Regions from separate parts of the Mus musculus genome. Here all the other regions are linked to region 3. The links are chromatin contacts, called in public promoter capture Hi-C maps. All regions are on one chromosome and are shown on one strand. Each heading gives the region's core, a stretch centred on a gene start, on an enhancer-like site or on the middle of the called end of the contact. The rest is flanking DNA. Distances are from core to core; before and after follow the strand shown. Region 1 holds the start of 1700095J07Rik (RIKEN cDNA 1700095J07 gene). Region 2 has its middle 18 kb from the start of Gm40359. Region 3 holds the start of Cpa4 (carboxypeptidase A4).

Region 1 (3,125 bases), core at 482-2,981, 260 kb after region 3:
ACTGTGTGTGTGGTGGAGGAGCAGAGAGCACACAGCTCCTGCCTTTTGGGCATAGGACTTTATAAATGCACTTAACAGTCAGATAGGTGTCTCGAAATTGAGACATCTTTTGGAATCTTGACGGCAGAGCTTTTCTGACTTTGGCCAGCATCGGAAACATCCGGGGTACTTGTTAAAGACAAGGCTATTTAGGCCTCACCCCAGACCTTCTGAATTCCCAGCAGCAGTTCCTGGACTCTGTGTGAGCTTAACAAGCTCCCCAGGTGATTCTGAGGTGTTGGGCCAAGCTTGAAAACCACTGTCTTAGCACAGGGGAGGGAGGTAATCAGGCAAAGGAGGCTGGGGGAGCCACTCTAGGAAAGCTGGTAGGGGCAATAACACCCTAGGGAGTCTGGTGCAGACAGTGAGAAAGACAAATCTTGTTTTGTTTTGTTTTCTTCCTTCAATGAAGTGATCAGATAAAGGTGGCTAGAAGTCTTTTCATACCCGTCTGCTGACAGATTTCTCCTAGGAGAAAGCAATGGATAGTCTTTTTTTCTCCCCAGAACATAGAGTGGAAGTTACCAGGGGCTGGTGGGATGGGGAGGAGGGGTTATTCTTTTAAGGGCACATGATTTCTGTCTGGATTGATGAAAAGGTTCAGGAAATGAGCACTAGTCATACTTGCACAATATTTAATGGTTTTTTGCTGTTGCATTGAATATTTAAATATGGTTAACATTGTATATTTTATATGTATGTTACAACTAAAAAAAAAAAAATAGCTGGCATTTTGAAGGGTAGAAAGATAGGAGCAAATGATCTTCAATTTAGCCCTCAGTACCTGACCTGACAAAGTCCAAGTGTGTGTCATAGAGAAAAGACAATAGATAAAGCTTTTGAGGATACTTGGCACTATTCTGCCTCTTTTACCTTGTTGCTCCTTAGGTTTACAGTACTTTTGAGCCCTGTAGAGCAGTATATCTCAGACTTCACTGTTCAGGGAACTGTCTGAGAACTTAGTTCAACTGCATATGTTAATTGAGTAGGCCTAAGGCCCTTCTAGAGGCATTCCTTCCTAGTTCTCAAATGATGCTGACACTCTGGTCCATTCTGGGAGAGCTGTGTAAATTTCATCTTCATCTACACTGTATCCTCAGAGTCATGAACTGATATAGGAGTTCAGAGGGCAGAACTGTGTCTTTGTTCTGCATTATAACTTATTTAGGGTGCTTCTATCAGTCACCTTTGTGATTTTAAAAAGGACCTCAACTTACCTCAAATTCTGTAGAATGAGGATGTTAGTATCAAATTATTTCTGTTCTTTGCTGCTTCTACTGCAGTTCCGGAGTTGTTGACCTTGTTTGCATAGAGGGTAAATGAACCCTGTTTGCAAGCTCTGGGGAAGCCTTACTGTAGTCTAAATCCCTGCAAACCAATTCCCTCTGAAGAGGGAGCAGAGTGGAGAGAACATGCTGGTGTGGGAATTTCCAGATTTGGACGCCAGTCTGAGTAATTGCCACTTTGGCCTCCTCCATATCCAAACAGCCTTTGCAGCACTGTTGAGAGGGTGGTACATAAAGTATGAATGTAATCATACTGCCATTATTTACTACCGTCGTTTATGTTGATGGTAACGACACTGGCAGTTGATCGATGAAGTGTGTGAGGAGGTTGGGGGAGGGGGCGGAGGGAATGCACGATGGCAGGAGAAAGAGGAACTACATCTCCCAGAACTCCCCTGACAAGCTTACACCGCGACGACGATGCTCCTCCCCTCCCACCGGCGCCCCGCCCCTCAGATGACGTCACAGAGGTGACATCACGGCGCCTAGAGCGAGGCTAGGGTAGAGAGGCCGACCGAGCTGGAGTCGTCGGCTTGTGGAGGAAGCAGCTGGGAGCTGGCGAGAGCGTGAGCGAGCGGGCGGGCAGGCGAACGAGCTAGCGCAGGCGGGAGGGAGCGGCGCACGGCGCGGAGCAGCGGCAGCCCGGGCCGCGGCGGAGCCTCAGTCGGAGGGCAGCCCGAGCGGGCGCCTCGGTCCCCGCCCCCACTCGGCGGGGCAGTGCCCGGTGTTCCCCCGTGCGGGGGGCGGCGGCTGAGCGGACCCCACGGGACCGCGCGGGTGTTGCCACCTCGGCCGAGGAGCCGGCGAGGCCGCGGGGCCCTGCGAGCTGGGCCCGGAGCCCGTGACAGACGGGCCAAGGAGGGGAGAGAGGCGGCGGCGGCGCAGGCGACGGGGAGGCAGCGGCAGCGGCGACACCATGTCATCCCCCAGTCCCGGCAAGAGGCGGATGGACACGGACGTAGTCAAGCTGTATCCTTCATGGAGGGGAATTCGGACTGCGTGTGGGGCGGGTGGGGGTGCCCACTCGAGGGCTCCGGGGCACTCCAGGCCACTGGCCGCGCCTCCCCTCCCTCCCCCAGTGCCTACGGCGGCCCCTTGGCACCTCCCCGGAGCCGAGGGCTTTTTCAGTCCCCCTTTATCTGCAGCCCCCCGAGATGTGCGTTGTTCTTCGCCTTCCTTGCACTCCCCCCCCACCCCCAGCCCCTGACTTTCCCTCTACGACGTTTGGATTCCTAAGACGGCCCTTTCTTAGGGGTGTGTGTGGGGGTATAACTAGACGCCTCCTTCGTCACCGGGAGCTCATCTTCAGGGTCTTTGCTTCCTGTTTGCTAGCTTTGGGTTTATGGGTTCATTATAGAAATTCCTGAGAGGGAAGCCTTTCTCTCTCTCTCTCTTTCTCTCTCTCTCGGGTGTCCCTGTTCCTTCCAGTCACAGTGCTGCTTAAACTGGGGTAACTCAAGCAACCTTCTTTATCCCTAATTCCTTTCTATATTAGGAAGAGAGTAGCCTGCCCAGGGCCCCCTCTTGTAATAAAGAGCTCCGTGTGTTTTAAATCAGACACTCCTGTTAAGCCTTCTGGTCTGGAGAACCTTCCTGTTTTTCTTTCTACTCACAAAGCCTATCCCACTCATAGTGCATGCAGTGAGGACCCCCAGGCCCTCTTAGCAGGCAGGCCACCCTCCATATTGTGGAACTGACAGCTGGGACGAAGGAGAGAAAGGAGCTCCCCGAACAAAATAGCCACTTGAGCAAAACTCCCTCTGAGGATATGGTTCTTGGGGACTGCTTGCCCTGATCTGG
Region 2 (3,202 bases), core at 631-3,130, 460 kb before region 3:
CGAAAGGGATCCTGTCATTTGTCACAAGCTTGACCTGGAGGACATGATGCCAAGGGAAATAACCTAGACACAGTATAAACCCCGCAGTGTGCTCATTGATATGCAGAATCTACACGAGATGAAATCAGAGAAGCGGAGTATAGGATGGGGGTTGCTAGGAGCTGCGGAGTTGCTGGGGACATGGGAGCTGTTGGTTAAAAGATAGGAAGAAAGTTCTGGAGAGCCAGCCAACAGCATGACTACTATAGTCAATACTCTACTGTACATCAGAAATTTGCTGATAGCAGATCTTAAATATTCTCACCACACCTGCACAGATGTTTACTGTGATGGTAGATGATATGCTGCTAACTTGCTGAGGTGGTCATGCTGTCTGGCCACAGCCAAATTAAATTAGAAGTCAATGGTAAGAGAAGTGGAGAAACCCCATACATTAGGAGAACTTGAATTATTAACTCATAGAGGAAACCAAGTAAAGGTGTATATTACAGAAACCCCCATTTGTGGAATTATATAACTCTAACTATAAAATTTAAAAATTAAGCCATGGAACCTGGCATGGTGGAGCATACCTTTATAATCCCAGCACTCGGGAGGCGGAGGCAGGTGGAGTTCTGAGTTTGAGGCCAGCTTGGTCTACAAAATGAGTTCCTGGACAGCCAGGGCTATACAGAGAAACCCTGTCTCAAAAAAAAAAAAAAAAAAAAAATTAAGCCATGGAAGACAGACTATAGATTGTGTAAAAATGTATGCTTGATAGATAGATAGATCTGAACTAATTAAAGATTTCAATCAGAACTGAATTTACAGAGTGTATGCAAATTAGTAAAAGATAATCCAAATTAAAATACTCAAGCTATTTGGGAAACACTTGATAACGAGGATGGGGCGGTCAGTAAATACCTGAGAAGGCACTCGGTCTCATTATTCATCAGGGAGTTATGAGAAAAAACCACAGACAGGATACCACTTCACACCCCTTCGGATGCTGTTAAAAATAAAATAACCAGTTCACTCATTAACCACTGAGTCAGGGTTGAAACTGAGACCACTTTGGAAAATGTTTCAATAATTACCTTCTATAGGATGGAGGAATTCCACAGCACATCCCCAAGAGAAATGGAAGTCCATCTTCCGAAAATTACTTAGGCACATATTTATATATATTTATTCATAATAAACAAAGTCTAGAAATAACGAAATGTTCATCAGGCAAATAAGGAAACAGTGATATACTACTCCCCAGGGAGGTGGACCGGATTGGAAAGTTAAAGCAGGTTCTTGTTGTGCACAGCACAAATTAGTTATATATGGGGACAGTAGTTAAGTTTTTGTTTTTTTTTCTTTTGGTTTTATTATTATTTTTTTTAATCTTCAGTAGTCTTTGATGCAGCTTATATGAAGATAATTGTTGTTCTGTTAACTGAATACCACTCTGTAATTGAAAAAAGAAAGGAAGGAAGGGGGAGAGAGAGAGAGAGAGAGAGAGAGAGAGAGAGAGAGAGAGAGAGAGAGACACGGATTGCTGGTGTATACCACAGCATAGATAAGTCTTCAAAGGACATATTAGTCAGTTATCCAGAAAGGTGGGAAGAGACGTTGTATACATACGAATAGTTATAGATAACAGATAGGTAACTGACAGGAGTTGGAGAAAAGATGGGTGGGTGAGTCGATGTGATGTAGCTGATGTGGGTACAGACATAAAGAGAAAGCCAGAATTGGCTCATATAATGGCGACCGAGATGATATGTTGCCATATCCTCTGGTGGCCACAAGATGGCGACGTAGAGCTGCTGGCTCTAACTCAGCCTGAATCCAAAGGCTTGGAAAGCTGGGTGGGGGTGGGTAGCGTTGGCGCTGTAAGCCCTGGAGATGGCAGACCCAGGGAAAGGAAGCAGAGGCTGGCCTAGCTGAGAAAAAGAGGCAGCCTACCTCTGCACTTTTGTCCTATGTAAGCCTCAGGCCTGGATGACATCCACTACAACGGTGAGGACAGATCCCACCTACAGATCAAACTCAGTCGACCAATTTGATACTAATCTCTTGTAGGAATATCCTCATAGGCCCAGAGATCTTGTTTATGCTTTGGCCTGCCTTAACATAGTCAACCTGGCCTGTGAAATTACTGCCGTGTACAAGATAAATCAAGAAATCGGTCACAAACAGGGCTCACCCTGTGTAAGTCCTTTCCTACGAAGTTCACATGTAGGTAAGCTAATCTCTGGTGATGAAAATCAGAACAACTTCCGTGTGTGGGGAGAATTTACTAGAAAGTAGCACAAAGAAATTTTGGAAGATGATGAAAATATGTTCTATGTTGATTTGAGAGCTGTTTCATAGGTTGACACATTTGTCAAAAGTTATCAGTGTGTGTGTATATATATATATATATATATATATATACATGTCTGCATACTTCTTTGCATAAGCTCATTAAATCGGAATTTTAGGGCAGAGCAGATGGCTCTGTGTGTGAAAAGGACTTTGGTGCACAAATGTGAGGACCCGAGCTTAGATTGAGAAAGTCCATGAAACACTGGTACCATAGCACATCTACCGCAGGTGTGCCTCCTTTAAGATGGGAAGTGGAGACAGGAGAATCCTGGGATGCTCCAGCCAGCTAGCCTGGTGGATGAAAGCTGAGAACAGCTGATACTGTCCTGACCTCTACCCGCCCAGTGTGACACAGACATCTCTCTCTCTCTCTCTCTCTTTCTCTCTCTCTTTCTCTCTCTCTCTGCCTGCCTGTCTGTCTCCCCCACCCCCACCCCACACACACATTTAGAAAAAGTGTTTTTAAAGTAATTTTTGGAATTGAATCTTAAATTCGATCACAAATATTATTACATTAATTCTTATTTCTATAATTCTTCTGCATGGTTATCAGTGAAGCCACATGTAACCAGGGGTATATGTACCCAGGTCTTCTAAAGCTTGAGTGTAATTTTAAAGGCTTATTGTGATCAATAGGACCTAATTCACAAATGTAAATTAGGTGAGAATATGATTTAAAATTATAAACATTATCATAATATTTTTGAAGAAGCTGACAAATATCACCAGCATTGCCCTTAAAAAAATTCTGGCTTAAGCCCTGTTTTTCCTGTGTTTTGGCCACATGACATTTGATCACTGGTTCATATAACAGCAACTTTATAGTGTTTTCTCCAGAAAGATAACTCACTCTTCTGGTATAGCT
Region 3 (3,064 bases), core at 430-2,929:
GGGCAGAGGATAACAGCAGAACAAGAGAGACCAGGGAACTAGGACAACAAGGTTCAAGGGCATGAGATAGAACAGTGAGAAAATACCACCAGCTTTGTGTCCGTTAGCCCATCTCCAGCCTGGCTTCCCAACCACTCAGAGGCCAGAGGCCAGATCCTCTGTGCTCTCTATATTCACTGAACTGGGCAACCAGGACATGGATCCCAGCAGAGAGTCCTCAACCTTTACTGAATTTACTGCTGTTAGAAAAGACCAGACTTGGAGATGGCATAGCACTGTTCATTAAAACCATTTGCAATCAGCCCCATCACACAGCCCTTTAGATGCACGGGTCCTGCAGCGAATACTCTGGGACCCAGCCCCACTGTCTCAGTGAAGGTGCCCACTGTATCACAAGAGAGGTCTGTATCCTGAAAAATAGAGATTTTCCAGCCACATGAAGAGCTGCAGTGGGAGCCTGACAGCTCCATTCGTCAGCCCACACAGCAGCAAGTGTAGTTATGACACACCTACCGCTGAGCTGCCTGCGGAAAAATCTTACTCCTTGGACACCTGCTACGCCTAACCCCTCCAAGCTATTTGGCAGCGGAGACAGGTATGAACCATCATCCCCATAAAAATTACTCCATCTCATGTAAGTAATTGCTTCAATAAACAGTCCTCGAGTCCCTTTAACCAGACAACACAGTAGAGCATAAACTCGCATATACGGGTAGACCGGTGAGATAGAAGATTCCATTTGATTGGCTTGTGTTACAGAAAAGGGGTATGAGCCTTGCAGTCAGCATTCCAGCTTCCGTGCTGACCAGCTAAGTAGCTTTGGGCAGCTTCCTTAACCTTTTTTAAGGCTGGGTTTTTGGGTTTTTTTTTTTTTCATGTTTAAATTAAGGAAAATAACACCCTTGCCTGACAGAGCTCTTACATGATCCACAAGACAAGGCACGTGAAAGCTCTTTGCAAAAGGCAAAATGTTATGCGGTGATGGATTATTCTATCACAGTCTTCTACGGTGGTACCAGAGCATCCCTGTCATCACCCCTGCCTCTCTGACTTCCTGTCCCTCACCAACTCCACAGTGTCTGCATGGAGCATGTGAGCCTATGCACGCACAGGCACACAGAGTCCCGGGGTACAGTTCTGTAGCTACAGCTAGACATGACCTATTGGATCTCCTTGTTCCAGAAGCCTGTGGAATGCACCAGCTATACACAGGTTTCACCAATGATAGAGACTATCTGTCCCCAAAGCCTGAGAACCCAGCTATTCCCTTTAAACCGGGCAGAAACTGCCAAAGCCTTTCTGACCATTCTTCCGAATTAATGGTGTAGGAAGAGGTGAGATAGAGGATTGGCCTTAGAAAGAAGGAAGAAGATACAAAATTAGCTGGAGGTTAAGGAGCTGGGGAGGATCTGTGGAGACCACCAGCTTTGATTTCACAGGAGAAGTCAGGTTTCAGAGAGAAGTGGCTGGTCCAGGACAGTGGGACAGAGGAGATATAAGCCCAGCCCTACCACCTAAAGTATAATTCATTTGGCTCCCAAGTTGGTGAAATAACTAAATGCTAATAAAGTTCAAAAAGAACTCACCCAAAGAATTTATCTCGGCCGCAGATGCCTGCCCCAATCAGGGCCCCAAAGAACAGTAGCCACTTCATGTCTCAAGGGCGCCAGTCACATACTGACTGAGTCAAGCAGTATTTATAAGGAACCCGAGGCAGATTCATGTTCTCAGAAATGCTAATGTGGTTCTTCAGCACCCTTCCAGCTCTGACAAGGCAGCACCAGCCAGGGCCTCCTCCATTCCTTTCCAGTGATGAAGGCCCAGCCTTTCCATTTGCAAGGCAGGAACTTGCTCCGCAGGCTGGGAATGTCTTACCCAGGATGCCTCATTGTTCATCACTTGGCATCTCAGTGGTGATTTTGTGTGTGGGGTGTGTGTGTGTGTGTGTGTGTGTGTGTGTGTGTGTGTGTTTGAGAAAAGGGAAATATCCCCACACTGCTGGTTGGAATTCATAGATAGGAGAAGCCAGATTGTAAACCTGGGATGAAGTTACCTCTAGAGTAATAAAACCATTTTTGAAAGTGAAGACTATCAAGCAACCTTAAGCCAACTCCAAGGCTGCACTCTTGAGAAACCTGATCAGAGAGTTCAACAAAAGCAGATCATACAGAGGAGAGCTGATGGCCGCCTTTCTGGGTCTAAGGCCTGATATTTTAGGATTCCATTAAAAAAGATAAATATGGGTGGTGAACAATATAGAAAGGATGTGTTATGCTGAATAAATTAAGTTTTCCTTGAGATCTGAATGACAGAGAAGGCTTAATGATACTTGTTTTGTATTTATGTTTTAAATTGTACTATCTTTATGTGTATTTTTGTGTGCTTGTGTGAGTTTATAAATACCATGCACATGCAGGTATCTTTGAAGGTCAGAAGAGAGCACCGGGCTCCATCATGTCCCCTAGAACCGAGATACAGGCAGTGCTAAGCCACCATATGTATGCTGGGAATCAGACCTGGGTCCTCTGAAAGAGTCATCTGTCCGGTCCCAAGGTTTCTATTTATTTTATTTTTGACACATGAGCTCATTTTGTATCCCAGGTTAGCCTTGAACTCACAATCCTCTTGCTTCAACATTCCAAGTGCTGGACTAATAAGTCCAGGTCTCTTTGTTTCCTTCTTTTTTTCTTCTTTTCTTTTCTTTCTTTCTTTCTTTCTTTCTTTCTTTCTTTCTTTCTTTCTTTCTTTCTTTCTTTCTCTCTCTCTCTCTCTCTCTCTCTCTCTCTCTCTTTCCTTCTTTCTTTCTTTCTTCCTTCCTTCCTTTCTCTCCCTCCTTCCCTCCCTTCCTTCCTTCCTTCCTTCCTTCCTTCCTTCCTTCCTTCCTTCCTTCCTTCCTGTTAAAACAGGGTCTCTCTGTAGTATTAGCAGTTCTGGAACTTGCTATATAGACCAGGCTGGATTCAAACTCACAGAGATCCTTCTGCCTCTGCCTCTGTTTAAGGTGTGTGCCACCATCAGCTCCCTGCTTCCCTCCCGCTGTCTGCACTCTTTCCACACCTGCTGA

What was found. Promoter capture Hi-C pulls out the DNA fragments that hold promoters and counts their contacts.
Region 1: a promoter capture Hi-C map of hippocampal neurons shows a contact between it and region 3, with 4 times the contacts expected there. The contact joins the promoter of 1700095J07Rik here to the promoter of Cpa4 in region 3. A contact is called at or near these places in 4 of 39 promoter capture datasets (3T3-L1-derived adipocytes, hippocampal neurons, liver and 1 more).
Region 2: a promoter capture Hi-C map of hippocampal neurons shows a contact between it and region 3, with 4 times the contacts expected there. The contact joins the enhancer-like site here to the promoter of Cpa4 in region 3. A contact is called at or near these places in 19 of 39 promoter capture datasets (the 3T3-L1 cell line, 3T3-L1-derived adipocytes, the C10 cell line and 13 more), 1 of 15 datasets of contacts at CTCF or cohesin (the NIH/3T3 cell line), 1 of 484 Hi-C or Micro-C datasets (bone marrow-derived macrophages), 3 of 115 datasets of contacts at active chromatin or transcription factors (embryonic fibroblasts, embryonic stem cells and forebrain) and 2 of 9 other capture datasets (embryonic stem cells and pancreatic islet).

The regions. Positions count from the first base shown.
Region 1 is chr6:30,303,221-30,306,345 of GRCm38.p6, reverse strand. 1700095J07Rik (RIKEN cDNA 1700095J07 gene) reads right to left here and starts at 1,731. Exons shown (of 2, transcript NR_166056.1): 1 at 1,257-1,731. It overlaps Ube2h (ubiquitin-conjugating enzyme E2H), which reads left to right and starts at 1,807. Exons shown (of 7, transcript NM_009459.3): 1 at 1,807-2,294. The coding sequence starts at 2,242.
Region 2 is chr6:31,031,804-31,035,005 of GRCm38.p6, reverse strand. No RefSeq gene overlaps it. Among named protein-coding and RNA genes, the nearest start is that of Gm40359, 18 kb to the right of the region's middle. Within about 2 kb of position 1,880, at least 54 of the 459 cell types and tissues checked have an H3K27ac peak or open chromatin away from gene starts, as enhancers often do. A contact at or near this core is called in forebrain and hippocampal neurons, where this site is marked.
Region 3 is chr6:30,566,984-30,570,047 of GRCm38.p6, reverse strand. Cpa4 (carboxypeptidase A4) reads right to left here and starts at 1,679. Exons shown (of 11, transcript NM_027926.3): 1 at 1,587-1,679. The coding sequence starts at 1,654.